2 separate regions of the Ovis aries genome follow, and region 2 is linked to region 1. A link is a contact called in public Hi-C data. All regions are on one chromosome and are shown on one strand. Each heading gives the region's core, a stretch centred on a gene start, on an enhancer-like site or on the middle of the called end of the contact. The rest is flanking DNA. Distances are from core to core; before and after follow the strand shown.

Region 1 (4,649 bases), core at 1,574-4,073:
CCACACCTATAGAAAGCCAACATAGTTGTATAGCAATCATCCCATTTTTACATAATTCCAATGGTGAATTTACAAACGTTCCATCCTCTCTTAGTTCCATGCTCTTAGTATATAGTTCAGATTCCTGAATATAACCTCTGATAATGCTAGGTGGCAAGCTGGACAGGCTCTGGTGCCCAGTTGTTTGGTCAAACACCAGTCCAGATGTTGCTGTGAAGATATTTTTTAGATACGATCAACACTGAAGTCACCAGAGTTTGAGTAAGGGAGATCACCCCCTGGAATGGGGGTGGGCCTCATCTAATCAGTTGAAGGCCTTAAGAGCGAAGTCTGACGTTTCCTGAAAAGAGAAGAACTCTCTTCAGGTCTACCACAAGGAAACTCTGCCTGAGTTTCCAACCTGCTTCCCTGCAGAATTCTGACTCAAGACTGCAACAACTCTTGCCTGCCTGTTAACCTGACCTACAGAATTCAGACTTGTCAGCCTCTAAAACAGTACGAACCAATTCCAATTTCTTAAAACAATTTCCCCTTCCTCCCTCCCTTCTCCCTCTCTCATACATATATATTGCTCCTATAGGTTCTGTTTCTCTGGAGAACTCTAATACCATTTACCCTTTCTTCACATGACATTCTTGCAACTACACCTTCCTTAAAATAAACATATACACAGTTCCTTCCTCTAAGAAAAGCCTGTGTGCCGCAGATTACTCTGCAGTTGCTCTCTGTGGCCACCCAGGAAAGATCAGGCATATGCCTCACTCTCAGGGGAACTGGCGTGCAATCCTGGGTGGGTCTACAGCTGGAAGATGACCAGGCTGTTGGCAAATCCTCTGGGAAGATGAATCCTAGGACCTAGAACACAATGGTGAAGATATCAAGGGGGACATTGATTTCCCAGCACTCACAATAAGTTTTGTTAACAAGAGACAGTAGGTGGGGTATGATGAGAAAACGTATCTTTCCAATGCTCCCTCAGATTCTGAAAATATGGTTCACTGCTCTCCAAACAGTGTGGGAGCTCAGAGAGGGTGTGGTGGGTGATGTGAGGGCAAAAAGTCAGTTTGTAGTTGGTATGTCATCTTACATATACTATTAGCCTACTTTTATTTTTGAAGATCAGGTTTTAATATATTTTTTTCTAGACAGTCTTGGTTTTTGCCTATGATTAGATGATGCATCAGATGTCTCCAGGTTTTTGGTGTGAAAAATATTGCCATCTTCTCATTGCTTCCGTGACCGCCTTCCAGTCTCCAGATTTCCTTTATGCTGCTCTCCCCCAGTTAACTCAGTAGCCTCTCACCCACTTCACCCTTCCAGACTATGGCCTTCCTTTAATGCCTGTCTCAAATTGCACCTCTCAGGACCGCAACATGACTTCTGTAGGTCTTCTATATTTTGCTTCCATGGGCCCCTTCTCTTACTAAAACAAAACAATACCCTAAAACTTTGTTTCACATCTGTGTTGGTATAAAGAAATATAATCCACCCCAGAATATAAGTCACATAGGAATACAATCACTTTTTCTTTTGATTTGAAAAGAAAATTAGAAACATCTCATGGGCCTTTTAAAGTATCATGGGTCCTGGGCACCCTACCTCCTGATGTAGCTGGATAATAAGCCATCCTTGTTCCTCCTCCATAAAAGTATTCTACACAATTAACACATATATATATATGAAGTCTAAAAAATAGTACTGATGAACCTGAAGATGCAGACGTAGAGAAAAGACTTGTAGACCCAGTGGGGGAAGGAGAGGGTGGCGCCCATGGAGAGAGGAGCTCTGGCATGCATACACTGCCCTGTGTAAAACGGCTAGCTAGTGGGAAGAGCTGCAAAGCATAGGGAGCTCAGCCCTGTGCTCTGTGATGACCTAGACAGGTGGGATGGGTTGAGGGGGCTGCGAGGGAGGCTCAAGCAGGAGGGGATATATGTACACACATAGCTGACTCACGTTGTATCACAACACTATAAATAAATTATCCTCCAATTAAAAAAAAAAGTGTCTACACAAATGCCTCTTAATTTACTAGCATTAACACATACTCCAGACATAAAGAGGCTCTTTCAAATCCTTGCTTCTTCACTTTTTAACTATAAACCAGAGAAGCCATTCAAACTTCCTAAACATCAGTTTCCTCCCTTGTGTAATCCTTACCTCATGCAGTTGCCATGGTAACATGTGACTCTGCATATACAATGCTTAGAAACTGGTCCAGGGCCAATATCCATAACTGGTAGCTATTTATATTTAAACAGACATTGGCCATCAACTATCTTGATTTAAATATCACACTATTATCTACTTTTACATTTATGTTGAACTCTTTTACCAAATAACTCCTAGAGGGATGGGACTAAGTTTCATACCAGCAGTTCTCAAACTACTGTGCATCAGAATGCCCTGGAGGAGGTATTGAAACAGATGAGTGAAGTTCCTGATTGAAGAGGTATGGGGTAGAGCAAGTAATATACCTTCCTAGCAAGTACTAGATGATGCTGAGGGCTGCTGCTTTTAGGGCCCCATTCAGAAAACCACTGTTTTAGATAATTCTACATCCTTCCAAAATCTAGCACAGAGAAAAGCTTTCAAATACTTCAGAGTAGATTATTTAGGTAAAAGGGGAAACAAATGCCAGTGGGAAAATCTGACCCCTTCCCCAATTGTGAGAAAATTTTCACTCCTGCAGGGGCTGAGCAGAAAGAGATGAGCAAAGAAATGTCATTAAAAGGGGAAAGTGGCACCACTGAACACTATCATCTGCTGGATTTCAGCGGCATGTGCAAAATGCAGACAAGAAGCCAAACAATAGCTCAGCCAACTCAAGGCTGCCTGTGTTCTGAGCTCAATCTATAACAATGCCAGCAGGGCCGCTGGGATCCATCTGCTACTCTTTCTGATAACGGATCTTAGGTCTCTCTGGAAGGAAACAGCTTGACAGGAAGAACGAACGATTAGGCCAACTGAAAATGTCTGGATTTATGAAGCTGCACTTGAACAGGGCACAGCTTTTAACTCTTGATAGCACTTTGCTAACCTTCAACATTCCTCCACTGTTCTTTCTGATTTCTCTGTTCCTTTCACGGGGAAATGTGAATGGCAAAGTTCCCTGGACACTTTCTATTTATATACAAATTAAAGTTGCAGGATTCAGTATTAAGGAAGACACGAGATCCTCCAGCCCAACCCACCAATTTACGGATGAGGAAACTTAAATCTAGGGTTAATTAAAACATGTAAGTGGCAGTGGTAGAGCCAAGCTGAAATCCAGCTGCCTTGACACGCAGAGGGCATGCCGCTGCTGCTGCTGCTGCTGTTGCTGATAAGCCGCTTCAGTCGTGTCCGACTCTGTGCGACCCCATGGACAGCAGCCCACCAGCCTCCTCTGTCCCTGGGATTCTCCAGGCAAGAACACTGGAGTGGGTTGCCATTTCCTTCTCCAATGCATGAAAGTGAAAAGTAAAAGTGAAGTCATTCAGTCATATCTGACTCTTAGTGACCCCATGGACTGCAGCCTACCAGCCTCCTCCATCCATGGGATTTTCCAGGCAAGAGTACTGGAGTGGGGTGCCATTGCCTTCTCTGCATATACATGCTACTGTATATAAAAATAGCTAATCAACAAGGACTACTGTATAGCACAGGAAACTCTACTCAATACTCTGTAATGACCTATATGGGAAAAGAATCTGGAAAAGAATGGATTTATGTGTATATACAAGTGGATCATTTTGCTGTACAACTGAAACTAACACTGTAAGTCAACTGTACTCCAACATAAGCTAAAAACTAAACTTAAAAAAAATGAGTAAGAAAAAGGTACTTTTTCCTCCACTACTTTAAGGAGGAAACATGTAATTTAAGATACTTTTCACAACATGTCCTTTTGTCCCTGGAAGCAGGGGTGCTTTATCAGAGCAAGTAAAGAGAAATGAACCACCCTAAACAGTTTTAGCAGGGCCTGGAAACTTCAGAACAAGAACAATGTCCACTGGCTACCCAGAAACTTGGCCAGAGCAGATTCTCAAAATCCAAACAGCAAATGAATGAATGAATTACTGGTTTGATGGTTATTTGCTAATTTTCAATCAATTAAGGAATGCATATTTCACATTAAGATTTTAAGCCTGCTATGGAGTCTCCTCATTCCCTATTAGTAAGTTAGATACTCACATAAAAACAGAATCACCTTTTCTATATGACAGGCAGTGTGTCTGCTGGAAAACACAGGTTTTGGAGGTAGACAACTTTGAATCTCAGAGTGCCCACTCTGGTTACTTAATCCTTGGCAAGTTATAGAAACTTTCTGAGCCCCAAATCCCCACCCTCCACCAGTATGTATAAAAATTAAAACCTACCACTTGAGGGTTGTTGTAAGAATTAAGTAAGATAATGTGTGCAAACTGCCTTGCACTATGAATAAATGTGTATTTGTTCCCCTCCAGTACCAAGTAACTATTTAAAAGTAAAACAGGTATTGAGTAGATGAGGAAGTTAGGTAAGTTAGGTAAGTTAGATGAAGTCAGAAAGGTAAGTTTAAGACTGTGGATGGAAACTAAAGGGCCTTTTTTGGCTGAAAATGTACACAAATCCTCGTAATCATTATGGTTATCTAGCAGCTGCTTTCACTGATGTTATGCTTTGCA
Region 2 (4,649 bases), core at 1,127-3,626, 260 kb before region 1:
CTGGATTGTAGACAGCTATTTTCTTACTGTGTTCTCACATGATCTTTCCTCTGTGTATATACTTCCCTGGGAAAGCATATTTACTTTAATGAACACAAACTGAGTAGTCTAGAGTTCCAATTAATGGATTTTCAGGAAGTTCTTAGGACAAACAATAATCTCTTTTTGGCATTTCATCTTTCTGAGTAAGAGTTTCCTAGAATAGGAACGTCAAATAAAGTTGTGTATGTGTAGACAGGAAGTTATTTCAATGTCTCAAAAGAAACCTCTTTTAACATCTTTCAAAACGATACTGATGAACCTATTTGTAGGGCAGGAATAGAGACAGACACAGATGCGGAGAACAGACTCGTGGACTCAGAGCGGGAACGAGAGGGTGGGATGAACTGGGAGAGGAGCAGTGACATGCATACACTACCGTGCTTGAAATAGCTAGCTAGTGGGAAGCTGCCTACAGCACAGGGAAGTCAACTTGGTGCTCTGTGATGACCTAGACGGGTGGGATCGTGGGGTGGGAGGAAGGCTCAAGAGGGAGGGGATGTATGTATACTTATAGCTGATTCGTGTTGTACATCAGAAATGAACACATTGTAAAGCAATTATACTCCAAATAAAAATAATTTTTAAAAAACTTCCTTCAATCCAGCGTTTCCCCAACTCAAATTTATCACTCTCCTCTCATAAAACCCGTTAAAATGTCAAGAAACAGATCATAATAAAAACTTTACTAGGAAATACATTTCTATGAGAGCATGAGGAACCAGAGGTTCTCAAAGGGTGGTCCCCAGACCAGCAGTGTCAGCATCACCTGAGAACCTGTTAGAAATGTCCTTATCTACTAAATCAGAAACTCTGGGGGTGGAGTCAGCAATCCACCCTCCTTGGGACTCTGATGCATTGCTAGGGTTTGAAAACCACTGCTGTAAGCCTCCTTATGACCCTTCTTTTTATTTTTCTGCCCAGTGCAGAATGGAGACAGGTGGGTGCCTTAGCAGACTAATACCTTTGAGTCCTTCCAGGAGACAGGCTTTAAATATTTGTCTGCATGTTCTTAGTAGAGATGGGAGCAAACCACTTTTTTGTAAAAAAGGTGACAGCCTGTTTCTTTATACGGTGACTCATACTTTGATCTTTCTTGTCTTTTCTGAGATCTTTGAAAACAGTATTCTCTCTGCACGGGGACTAGTGCATTAGTGAGGAAAATAAAATGAACTCAAGATGTTGGAGGAGAGCCCCAGGAGAGGGGCTGAATAGCGTGGTCTCAGGGTTTTGCTTTTGAAAATATTAATTCTGGGGACTTCCCTGGTGGTCCAGTTGTTAACAATCCACCTTGCAGTGCTGGGGACCCAGGTTTGATCCCTGACAGGGGAGCAAAGATCCCACATGCTACAAGGCAACTAAGCCCGTGCACCGCAACTAAGACCCGACACAGCCAAATAAATAAATAAACATTTTTAAAAAGCTAATTCTGCCAACGTTCCCCACCCCACCTCCATCTCTTCCCATCCCCTACTTGAGATAGCCCTTCTCCCATATCTCTCTTCTTGGCTTGGCAACTTTTGGGAGGTCTTTCCCTTCCAGTTCCTGACTCCATGCATTCTCCTTGACATTTTCTTCTAAGTTCAGTTCAATGTCCATAAAAGTTTCAAAAGTCTTTATCCCACCTCCACCTGCAAGCTAATACTATCTTCAAGGAAACTGGAGGAACTATATTAAGACCAAAAGCTTTGTTTGCCTTGTGAACAAGAGCTTCCTCAGCTCCTAGGCTTCACCAAAGCTGTCCTGAGCAAGGGTGACATCACTTGATGTTTCCCTACATTGGCAGAGAAAACCCGAATTAAAACCATATCACGTTTCCAGTTTGTTCCAGTCAGATGCCAGAGTCTCCTTTCATATGGCTGTTCAAACCTGGGTGAGGCCCCCTTAGTGTGGGTCGGGTCCTGCCCCCACTGTTCAGCCTCCCTCCTGGTTACAGGGAGCCAAGCCCAGTGGGCAGAATGAAGGTTGTGTCCACAGGGTGTCACTGAGGGACTCTGTCTAAGAAGCGCACATCTGAAAGAGGCCAGTTTATAGCTTCTGGGGTGCAGTGTTATCTGCTTTCAGACTTAATTGCACATTAGAATCATCTGGGGAGCATTATAGATATTGACACCCTGGCCATACTCTACATCAGTTAAATCAGAATCTTTGGTACAGACCTAAGCACCAGAAAACTCCCTGAGTAATTCCAAAATGCAGCCAATTTGAGAGCCACTGGACCGGACTGTATACACTACGAAAGCGCTTCACATAGCTAAATTAGTTACACTGTCGTCACTTGCTGTTTCACAGATGGGAAATGTGATACATAAAGGGAAAATGTGACTCATAAGGAAGGCCACACATGAACTGTTACAGAGGTTATAGAGGTGTCACTGCTCTCATCAAGGACTGAGACTTGGTAAACGCTATATTACTGTTTGAGGTTTCCCGGGACCAAAAAGGGTTTGGAGAATCTACGAATGGAATCATCATGCATTAATTTCTGAATTAAGGTTTTCAGTGTGAGAAACCAGAACCCTGAAGAAGTAAAGTGATCATGAATTTTTAAAATTAACAGTATGGTTTTGGTTTTAATATTAAATTTGACTAAGAACTGTGGGAAATGCTCACGTGTGGTCAGAATCAACATCAAAATACTTTAACTATGTTCCATAGCGATTCACACCATGTGTTTCTGGAGATACTTCTGTTCATCAGCTCTGACTCAAAACAAATGTCAAAAATATCAGACCAAAAGACTTGTCAGGCCACAGAATCCATGTCCTGGATGGTTACAGAATATTTAAATTACAGTGAGGGAAAAAATGAGAGGAAAGGAATTGATAGGGACAGAGCTTTTATTCTGAAAATTAGAGTTTTAAATTTCATTTTTCTTTCTTTTTTTTTTCCTCAGCAGGCAGATCTTAATTACTCAACCAGGGATTGAACCCATGCCCCACTGCAGTGGAAATGTGGAGTCTTAACTAGTGGACTGCCAGAGGAAGTCCCTAGTTTCATATTTTTAATAATCCTTTTCTCTGCTTGAGAGCTGGTTATAAATTACTAATCTCATCATTACCATCTAGTGTGAAAGTCGTTCAGTCTGTGTCCGATTCTCTGCAACCTCATAGACTGTGGCCTGTCAGGCTCCTCTGTCCATGGGATTCTCCAGGCAAGAATACTGGAGTGGGCAGCCATTCCCTTCTCCAGGGATCCTCCCAGCTCAACCTCATCATAACCAGTAGCTGAATCGGTCAAAAGAAGGGCCAGGATTACTTTTAGCAGAACTGTGTTTTGGCTGCTTCTGTCACTTTTCTATTTTGCTTTCCAGAAATGAATGATTTCTGCACTGGGGTGAGCAGGACAGAAAACATCACTGGAAAGGAGAAGCCCTTTGATTTTGGATCATCAGGGTGGAAAACTCCATCAACCTCCCTGAAGATTTGTCTCACCTGGAGATTATATAGAATATTCTGCAACTATTAATATGTGAATGGAAGGTCAACACTCTCCTAGAGGACTTGTTACAGCAGAGTTCTCCCACCAGCCTGTGGATGAAACCTGAAATTCTTCTACCATAAATTCAGACTTTAGAATAAAATGCCATCCCTCTCATGGAAGATCTTGAGAGTTCCACAGTGACCATTATCTTCCCCTTTTTCTTGACAGATAAAGTGGAGGATGCCCAGTTAAATCTGAATTTCAAATAAATAATGAATAATGTTTGGCATAAATATTTCTCAAATATTATATCCCTATGCTAAAAAAAAAAAACCACAACACACTTTTTTTTCTAGGTCAGAAAATCAAATTTAACAAGGCATCCTGTATATTTATTTACTTAACCTGGAACCCTTCTGCTAACCAAATGGAAATTCTCTTTCAGGCAGCAGTATGCCCATCAGCAGACATTAGGTCATGATTGGTCTAAAGTAATCATTTCCTCATTCTCCCAGACTTTCTTGCAGCTGGGGGTGTAGTGTCTTGGTCATTGAGACATTAAGGGAAGACTGTGCATATGTGCAGGATATGGTTTGAAAAGACTTTTTTCTCTTTTGCAAGAGTGACTAGTGGTTCCATCTTTGCTCTGTTCCTCCTTCTTGACTAGAATGTGGATATGGTACTGAGAGGGGCTTCCCCAGTGGCTCAGTGGTAAAGAATCCACCTGCCAATGCAGGAGATGTGGGTTCAGTCCCTGGGTTGGGAAGATCCCCTGGAGAAGGAAATGGCGACCCACTTCAGTATTCTTGCCTGGGAAATTCCATGGCCAGAGGAGGCTGGTGGGCTATACAGCCCATGGGGTCGTAAAAGAGTCAGACATGACTTAGTTACCAAACAACAATTCCTTTCATCTTCCCTTGCTTGGAACAATAGTGCAACTAATTGAGACATTATGCTATTGACTTGTGAAATTATCGTAATTTTCACACTGGACCTGTGTTAAATAAAATATTAACAAAGACTATTTCATATAACTTGCTGCCTCTCCCTGCCTGCACCCCTCTCCCCCAAACAAGACAGTGAGGTCATAATAAAGGAGTGTAGGGACAAAAGAGAAGAGATCTGAAGCCTGTCTTAAGGCTTCGCAGTGTTAAAAGGCCTGGGAGATGAAGGGAGATGAAAAAGAA

What was found. A called contact is a pair of places that touch in the nucleus more often than the background predicts.
Region 2: a Hi-C map of retroperitoneal adipose tissue shows a contact between it and region 1, with 2.9 times the contacts expected there. The contact joins two enhancer-like sites. A contact is called at or near these places in 7 of 16 Hi-C or Micro-C datasets (hypothalamus, liver, mixed tissues and 4 more).

Annotation. Positions count from the first base shown.
Region 1 is chr2:60,086,990-60,091,638 of ARS-UI_Ramb_v3.0, reverse strand. All of the region lies in intron 9 of PRUNE2 (prune homolog 2 with BCH domain), which reads right to left. Among named protein-coding and RNA genes, the nearest start is that of PRUNE2, 210 kb to the right of the region's middle. Within about 2 kb of position 2,823, at least 6 of the 54 cell types and tissues checked have an H3K27ac peak or open chromatin away from gene starts, as enhancers often do.
Region 2 is chr2:60,342,373-60,347,021 of ARS-UI_Ramb_v3.0, reverse strand. No RefSeq gene overlaps it. Among named protein-coding and RNA genes, the nearest start is that of GCNT1, 24 kb to the right of the region's middle. Within about 2 kb of position 2,376, at least 8 of the 54 cell types and tissues checked have an H3K27ac peak or open chromatin away from gene starts, as enhancers often do.